Regions from separate parts of the Mus musculus genome. Here region 2 is linked to region 1. The links are chromatin contacts, called in public Hi-C maps. All regions are on one chromosome and are shown on one strand. The core of a region is the stretch at or near the end of the contact, and the rest is flanking DNA. Distances in the headings are between cores, read along the strand shown.

Region 1 (4,436 bases), core at 759-3,258:
AGCAGTGCTTTGTCACCGCCAACGCACCCAGGAGGTTTACCCGAGCTACACATTGCATTCGGTGCCAACCTGAATTACAGTGAGATCCTGTCTCAACAGACCAACGTTGGATAGAGATGGACAAGGAAGGGTGAAGTAAGTCAACAATGTATGGTGACTTAAAAGCTGAGCTAGACAGTTGAAGGAAGCCATGCCTGGAGACTCAGTTAGCCACACGCACTGTACCCACCCATTAGACGGTCCAGACCGGGCAGAGCTGAGCAGAGCTCCACACCCTCCTGGAAGTGGACGTATGCCCTGAGTCCTGTCTTGGAGGTTTGTAGGGTGGTGACTTTGAGTCAAACATCCTGACACTATTTCTCATCTTCCCATCCTGAGCAGTCTTTGTGCCTGCCACCGCTGTTTCTTTGCCCGGGGGTGGGTGGTGGGGGTGGGTGGTAGGGGGCATGAGGAGGGGGGGGGGAGATCAAAACGAAAACCCTGACTTTTCAAGAGCACAAAAGCTGCTCCATGAAACTAGATTGAAAACTTGAAGTTCCCCATGACACAGCTCAGAGCTGTGGGCCCATGCACATGTCATAGCATGGTGGTGTGTGCTTACATGCATACACATGCACATGGTGATCAGACGTCAACCTTAGGTGCTGCCTCTCACAGGGTCTCTCACAAGCTCACTGATCAGGCTAGGCTGGCGAGAATCCTCCCGTTGCCACCTCTTTTGGTGGAATTACAAGCGGGTGCTGCCATGCTCAGGTTTCCCACACTGTGTTCTGGGGATCAAACTCAGATCCTCTATTTACCTTCTGAGCTATCTCCCAGTCCTCCATCTTCACCACTGAAAACGAGGATCTGAGGCCAGATGTAGCCATATATGCCTGTAATTCTAACCCATGAGAGGCTAGGGCAAGAGGAACTCACATTCCAGGGCATCCTGGGCTACATAGTGTGACTGTCCTGAATGCACACATGAGTGAGTGAATGAAGACTAAATAAAACTAGTAACCTAGGGAAGTGTTAATGGGCAGCAATGACTGAATAGGGAGGGTAGAGTACAGGGCCATGATCACCCACCTTCTAATTAGAAGGTGCCATGATCTGAGCACGGTGTCTCCCTCCAAATCTCCACCCTCATTTCTCTCCCTTCAGCAAGGTGGGGCCTTCAGGGGGTGATAAGTCACCAGTGGGACTGATGTCCTTACACAAAAAGCCCAAGGGATCTTATTTCCCCTTGGACACTGCACCAGGGGCACCACCCTTAAACAGGAAATGGGCATGCCTTCACCAGACTGGACAGGAAATGTGCCCTCAGAATCCAGGCCCTTAAGTTCCTTCATCTGGGCTTCCAGCTTTCAGAGCTGTAGGAAGTAAACTTCTGCTGTTTATAAACGCATTTTGTTATAGTTACCTGGGAAGACTAAGACCTAAAGGCCCAAAAGTGTGCTGTAATTCCAGCAGGAGGCTGAGGCCAGAAGATTGCCACAAGAGTCTTATAGTGAGACTACGTCTCAAAAACAGAAATAGGGCTAGAGAGATGGCTTAGTGGTTAAAAGCACTGGCTGCTCTTGCAGAAGACTTGAGTTTAGTCCCTAGCACCCACGTGGAGTTTTACAAGTCCACTTCCAGGGATCTGGTGCCTTCTTCTGGATCCAGTGAACATAAAGCAGGCATAATGGTGGACACATACACACCCAGGCAAAATAACCATACACAGTTTTTTGTTTTAATCTTTTAAAAATAAAGCAAAAACAAATCACAACAAAGACATATGGCCTCTGCTAGTCTGTTTGCCTCTGGGCTCAGTTTCCTCTTCAGCCTTAGAGAGAAAAGTCACCAGGTTTCACTCCTGATTCTAAGACAAATCTGTCAGGCTCTCCAGGCCCTTTTCTCCTTTCATTTACAGACAAGGCTGCCAGCTGGCCACTGGCCACTTCCCCTAAGGCATAGCAGCCACAGAACAGAGAGACTTGCTTGCAGCCCACTGCACAGACTTAACTTATGCTTGAAGACGGCTGAGCTGAGAGCCCCTGCTAGGTGTTTTCTCTGTCATTGACAGGGTTCTCTTGATGCTGATGAAGTGAGAATAAGGCACTTGTGATGACACAAAGCCAGCTCCACACTTCCTGAGCCTCCACTCATCACGTTAGAGCAAAATCTTATCTGCCTTTCACACTTCCCCTACTTCACCCCAGGGACCCTCGGTGACAACCCACAGGGTCCTGTCAGAAGGCTTAGTGCTCCCTCTTCAGATCTTTCTGCAATTTGCTGAGTCTGACTCTGGGCTCCCAAGTGTTCAGCCTTCAACACTCAGATAAGAAGCAAGACCCACAGGGACAAAAGGCCTTTCCTGGGCTAGGGGCCAAGCATAGCTCAGTGCCACTGTTAAATCGAGAATCCTAGGGTCACAGGTACCAAGTTCAAAACAGTTCTGACACTGTCCAGTCTATGGAAGGTTATTCACTTCTCTGAATCCCAATCTCCCTGTCTCTAAGGGGAGCTGACAGTAGTGCCAGCCCCTAGTGTTGGATGCCCAACAAGCCATGCACGTGTAATCAGGAGACATGCACACACACCACACACACACACACACACACACACATGCCACACACACATACACCACACACACACACACACACACACCCACAACACACACACACACACACACAACACACACATACACCACACACACACCACACATACACACACCACATACACACACACACCACACACACATACACCACACACACATACACCACACACACACCACACATACACACACCACATACACACACACACCACACATACATGCCACACACACATACCACACACACATATACACACAAGAGTACCTAGAAGAAGCATATAAGAAGTAGGGAGTAGGGAAACAACCATCTGCATGGAGCTGGGCTGCAGCTCAGTGGTAGTAGAGTCTGAGCTAGCATACACAAGACCTAAGGTTCAGCGCCCCCACTGAAGAGGTAAAAAAGAGAAACCAACAGCAACAACAACAAATATTAGAATCCAGACCAGACAGCTTCCTAGGCCACAAAATAGGTGCCTGACCAAGAGAAGTGTATGAATCTCTAGTTAACAGAGTTCAAATGCCTAAACCTCTCACTTGGGAGAGAAGTTTGCAATCTCAAGACATCAAAGGGTGTGGCAGCCACACATCATCTTCCTTACCCAGATCCCTGTAAACTTCACAACCCTCTTCAGAGGTGATAAGAAGGTATACTTTTCTCTCTCTCTCTCTCTTCTCTCTCCCCTCTTCTCCCCTCTCCCCTCTCTTCTCTCTCTTCTCTCTCTTCTCTCTTCCCTCTTCTCTCTTCTCTCTTCTTTCTCTCTCTCAGGTTTAACTTTCCTCAGAGCCGGTGTCATCAGTTTGTTTGTCCATATTTGTCTATATTTATATCTTTACATAAATTTATAACGTCCCACCTGGAGGCCTCCCTGTGCCTCCCAGCCATGGCTTCTGCCAAACCAAGCAGCTGATCAAGCCTAGGATTCTCCTCCCTGCTCTAACAAGCCGAGTGCCCTCCTCCTGAACTTTTCCCTTCTGCCCCGGGCCAAAGTCTGCCCCCCCCACCCCCCCCACCCCCGCCCTGCGCTCCATTCTCAGCTCTTCCGCAGCATTCATTGGCATCCGAGCGGGCCAGCACCCCCAAACCGACTCCGGCAGGTCTATAGGGACCTCAGACTGCGCCTGGCCACGCAGCACTGGCCGTGAAATGGGCATAGTCAAACTTCCTGCAACTGCCTCGCCCAGTGGCCTGAGAACTCAGAAATCTGCCTGCCTCTGTCTCCCAAGTGCTGGGATTAAAGGCGTGGGTCACCACTGCCCGGCCTCATGTGATGTTTTATAAGTATGTTTGTAAACAGAATCTTTCTATGTAGTTCTGGCTGTCTTGGAGCTCTGAATGTTAATCAGGCTGGCCTCAACGTCACAGAGCTCTGCCTGCCTCTGGCTCTGCCTCTGCCTCTCCAAGGCTGGGATTTTACACCCTATTTTGCCCGACTCATGGAATGTTTTAAATAACTTTGCTCATAAACAAAATTTCACAGCCTAGAATTTGCAATGAAATTATCCCAGATCTTGGATCACTGTAGATTTTGGATTTTAGAATTAGGGATATTTGACCTGCAGTGTCTTAGGCTTAGGAAGGGTTTTTATTGATCAAGTACCAGCCACTGTTTTGAAAACGTAAGATGTAATAGTTCATTTAATGCTCATGTCTGCCCCAAGAGGTGGTCACAGACCTCTCTGTTTGGATGGATGCATTGGTTGACTGGTTAACTTTGAGATAGGATCTCATTTTGTAGCCCCGGCTAACCTCAAACTCATTGTGCAGTTCAGGATAGTCTCAAACTTGGAATCATCCTGTTTCTGTGTCCTGAGGGGTAGGATTACAGGCTTGGTCCGCCACACTGGCCAAGACCCA
Region 2 (4,343 bases), core at 625-3,124, 170 kb after region 1:
ATATGTACTGCTGCATGTATTGTCGTTCCATAATTAGGACCCAGAACCCAGTAATTTGTTGAGGTCAAACTCAGTCTGCCAGTGCAGAGGTGGCTACCTTCCAAATCCCATTGTAGGAGGAAGCCCCTACCTTTCATGTAGTGATTCCTGTGGACATCGAGTTTTATTCTAAGGCTGCACCAGGCTCAGTGTGGCAGGTGGCCCAGATGCTATCCAGGTGACACACCCTGTGCTTCTTCCCCAGGCCAGCGTGTCCCTCAAGCGTCTCAGGATTTTTCTGTCTCATGAGGAGCTGGAGCCAGACAGCATTGAGCGGAGGTCGATCAAGAGTGGTGGGTGCCTGTCTTCTGCCCACTTTGGCTCCTTATCCTGTCCTCCCCAGAGCTTGACTCTGCCCAGCTTGCCTAAAAGACCCAGGGTCCCACCTCTGCAGAGAGGGCAGAAATGGGGTTCCCGATTTTTGTTGTTCCCTCCATGCTCCTGCAGTGTGAGTGACACTTTGGGCTTTTCAGCCCAGGCCTTGGTTCTGCCCTGGTGGGGGATCGCCCAGTTTCTGTTCCTGCCTAATTCCGAGCACTCAGCTTCATTTTTCTCATCTGGATCATGGGAGTAAAAGTGCCTTTAATTGAATTGTTTTTAATTGATTGATCGATAATTTACTGTTGGGGATTGAACACAGGACTTCACATAGCTAGGTAAGTGCTCTACTCCTGAGCTACAGCCTCGGCTCACATTTTACTTTTTGAGACATGGTCTATGTTGCTCAGGCTGGTCAAACTTGGGGTCTTCAGTCTCCTAAATAACTGGGAGTTCAGGGCTGTGCTACCAGGCCTAGCCAGCCATCCTATGGATTTTTATCACTGGGTTTATTTCTTAGACTAGTTGATCCTTCTGACTGGCCCCTGAGCTGGGGTCTTGTATGGGAGTCTAGGCAGTTTGCCGTCACTGTTATTGGCACCAGGAGAGTTAAGCCTTTTCTGGCATGGGTGTTTAGTTAAAATACGACCACTGTATCATGACCCTTGGAGCAGGATCAGGGTCAACAAACTTGCCTGAGGTCCCCAGAAGGGAAGTTCTTGACTAAGATTTCTTGATCACCTGCTCTCCTGCCAGCCTTTGTTCTCAGGCCTCTGTGTGCATGTGCTTCCTACTGTAGTGGTCTAGTGTGGTAGCTCCAGGACAGTCTTGGCTCACAGGAGGGAAGAGATCCAGAGAGACTGTCCAGCTGGGAAGTGGTAGTCCTGGGGCTCAAACCGACACCTTTTGGCTCAGAGCCCAGAAAACAGAATTGATGACAGTACCTGGCTATTGGTGATGAGGTGCCAATGTATGTAGTACCAGGAGTCTTGTGGGCCGTTGTAGGGTGTGAGTGGTGACGTGCGAGTCACAGGTCTGCTGTTCTGTGAGGGTAGTAGCTGCTCTCCGCCGCCCTTACCAGGTTATCACACTGGCGCCCCTTGGGGTTCACAGTCCTTGTTGAGGACAGCTTTATGACTGTGGGTGGTGAGTAGTGCCCCTGGCATCTCCCTATGTCTCATAGTAGTCATCCCATTGTGACAATAAAAATGATCTTTAGGAACTTTCAAGTGTCCACTAGGAGGACAGTTGTTCCTTTCTGAGAACTACAGCCCAAGCAAATGCTGGGACTGTTTTCCATGGTTTTCTGTTGTCCATGGTTTGCTGGTCTGTATGGGACCAGCAAAGTAGACTCCAGACCCAGAGCTCCTACGGCCAAGCTGTACACAGTTCTCTGCAAGTGCCACTGAGCCACTGGTCCTGAGCAGTGCTTCTGTTGCTGAAGTGTGTAACCACTTTGCAGCCCGGCCTGTCATGTTCCCCTAAAGCTCAGGCTGCTGCCGCTCACCCGTGGACTGCAGCAGCTTCCGGCCAGTTCTTTGGAGTGACATGCCTAGCTTCCTCTTTTGTGAGGATACAGGCTCTGCTTAGCGTGCACCTTGGTTTGAACCTTACCACAGTGAGAAACAAGCCTTTTCCTCCTGGGGGAGCTGTGGTTAATTTCATTTAGCTACTAACCTCCTTGCTATGGCCTATCACTCTCTGAAAGTGTTTCTGGCAGCTAATTAAGGGACTTAAAAATTAGAGGCAGAAGCAAAAGTGCAGCCAGGGGAGAGAAATGGAGGCGGGTAGCATCCTCAGGAATCTGGGCCTTGTAATGTGGGCACTGGCCAAATGCCTCCCCTCCCCCACCTTTCTGCAGCACGTCCTGTTTCCTAGTAGCCTTCCAGTGGATGCTGGTTGATTGTCATGGAAGCAATAGAAACATTGATCTGCTAGGAGGGAGGTAGGCAGGGTGGAGTGGCTAAGGGAGGGGAGCAGGAAGGGAAGATGTCTTAGGATCCAAGAGCTGAGGGAAAAGACCCTGGTGGAGAGAGGTTTCCATGAGGCTGCAACTTTTTCTCCTTGACCTTGGCTCATACTCAGCCTTTCCAGCCTGAGAAATGGGAAGGTGTCCCCAAGCACTGAGTGACCAGCGAGGTTCTTCAGCCTCAGTAGTGGGCCAGAGTAGGGCATCTGCACATGGTGCACCTGTTGACTCCTGACATGTTGTCCCTTATGTTTTCCAGGCGAAGGGAATAGCATCACTGTGAAGAATGCAACCTTCACTTGGGCCAGGGGTGAACCTCCCACACTGAATGGGTAAGCCTGGGAGGTGGGCACACTGACACTGGCTCTAAATACTCTTCACCTCTGTGACCCCAACTTTTGCCTTTCTGAGCCTCAGTTTACCCATCTGGAATAAGGTCCAGTCACAACTGCTTAGGTTGTTGTGAGGAGCAGCTCAGAAGGTGCTTGGTATAGGTGTCCCTTCTGATTGTGACAGGAAGTCATGTTCCTGGGCCACAAGGGGAGTTTGGGGTTTGGGGCAGTGAGAAAGTCTGTTTTCAGGTAAAGCATGACCCAGGGTCTCAGGGGCCTGTAGAGCTCTGCTGTCACTGGGACTGGACTGGTGCCAATCTCCTTAAGGAATCCAAAACACAAGGCCAGTGGAACCTTTTTGGAACCACATTTGTTATGTGTGCCCCTAAGCAGTTGACATGGCAACTTGCCTGCTGTATTTTATCAGGCACAGTACAGACTGTTCAGAGAAAGGAGTCTCTCCCTTTCTGCTTCCACTAACTACTCAGAGTGTAAAGGCCTTTCTTAGGGCTAACTTAAATCCTGCCTCCTTTATTTGTAATGCTTTTCTCTTTCCTGTGCCAATACTCCACTGCCCACATCTTTCTGGCATCAGGATTCCTGGTCCTTTGATTTGCCACTTTGAATCTCCAGTCTTTTCTGTTTATCCTTTGACTCCCCTTAGCCTATAAGAATATCTTGGATATTCTTATATCCCTAGAAGAAGGGAGGAACTGCTTCCCTGGGTGTTCTGCGTAGGGTGGTCCCATGGCATTGCTCCTCACAAATGCAGCACAAAAGACTCAACAGCAATGAGTGTTTCAGGGGCTAGCGAGGGGACTCAATAATTAAAGATCCGAATGTGGTCCTTAGAATCCCTGTGACAAAAGCTAGGCATGGTGACACCGTGTAATCCCAGCATTGGGGAAACAGAAACAGGAAGATTCCTGGGGCTCAGTAGCCTGTTAGGTGAGTTCTAGGCCAGTGACAGACCTTGTCTTAAAAAAAAAAAAAAAGATGGATGGTACCTGAGAAATGACACCTGAGTTTTCTCTCTACCTTGCACTCCTATGTGCATACACAGAAGAATCAAACAGTTGATCCATATAGTTAGCCAGCTTTGAAACCAGTACCCAAGGAAGGGACCTTGCTTGCGAGCCTGGGATGCCCATGTGGCTGGCTGGTCTGGGCACGGAGACCAGTGTTCTGAGCTGTCAGCTGCAGAAGCAGCAGTGTTACAAGCCACTGATGACAAGCCACTGTGGCTGTAGAGCCTACAGCTCTATTTCTTCTTCTTCTTCTTCTTCTTCTTCTTCTTCTTCTTCTTCTTCTTCTTCTTCTTCTTCTTCTTCTTCTTCTCCTTCTCCTTCTCCTTCTCCTTCTCCTTCTCCTTCTCCTTCTCCTTCTCCTTCTCCTTCTCCTTCTCCTTCTCCTTCTCCTTCTCCTTCTCCTTCTCCTTCTCCTTCCTTCTTTCTTCCTTCTTTCTTCCTTCTTTCTTCCTTCTTTCTTCCTTCTTTCTTCCTTCTTTCTTTCTTCTTTCTTTCTTCTTTCTTTCTTCTTTCTTTCTTCTTTCTTTCTTCTTTCTTTCTTCTTTCTTTCTTCTTTCTTTCTTCTTTCTTTCTTCTTCTTCCTTCTTCTTCCTTCTTCTTCCTTCTTCTTCCTTCTTCTTCCTTCTTCTTCCTTCTTCTTCCTTCTTCTTCCTTCTT

The links. Hi-C and Micro-C count contacts between places; a contact is called where the count stands out from the background.
Region 2: a contact with region 1 is called in a Hi-C map of bone marrow-derived macrophages, with 37 read pairs. The contact joins two enhancer-like sites. A contact is called at or near these places in 2 of 484 Hi-C or Micro-C datasets (bone marrow-derived macrophages and nephron progenitors), 2 of 115 datasets of contacts at active chromatin or transcription factors (astrocytes and embryonic stem cells) and 1 of 9 other capture datasets (embryonic stem cells).

Annotation. Positions count from the first base shown.
Region 1 is chr16:14,263,438-14,267,873 of GRCm38.p6, forward strand. The region is part of intron 3 of Myh11 (myosin, heavy polypeptide 11, smooth muscle); the gene reads right to left. Among named protein-coding and RNA genes, the nearest start is that of Myh11, 26 kb to the right of the region's middle. Within about 2 kb of position 2,009, at least 18 of the 459 cell types and tissues checked have an H3K27ac peak or open chromatin away from gene starts, as enhancers often do. A contact at or near this core is called in bone marrow-derived macrophages, where this site is marked.
Region 2 is chr16:14,437,402-14,441,744 of GRCm38.p6, forward strand. It overlaps Abcc1 (ATP-binding cassette, sub-family C (CFTR/MRP), member 1), which reads left to right. Exons shown (of 31, transcript NM_008576.3): 14 at 245-332; 15 at 2,586-2,658. Among named protein-coding and RNA genes, the nearest start is that of Abcc1, 78 kb to the left of the region's middle. Within about 2 kb of position 1,875, at least 67 of the 459 cell types and tissues checked have an H3K27ac peak or open chromatin away from gene starts, as enhancers often do. A contact at or near this core is called in bone marrow-derived macrophages, where this site is marked.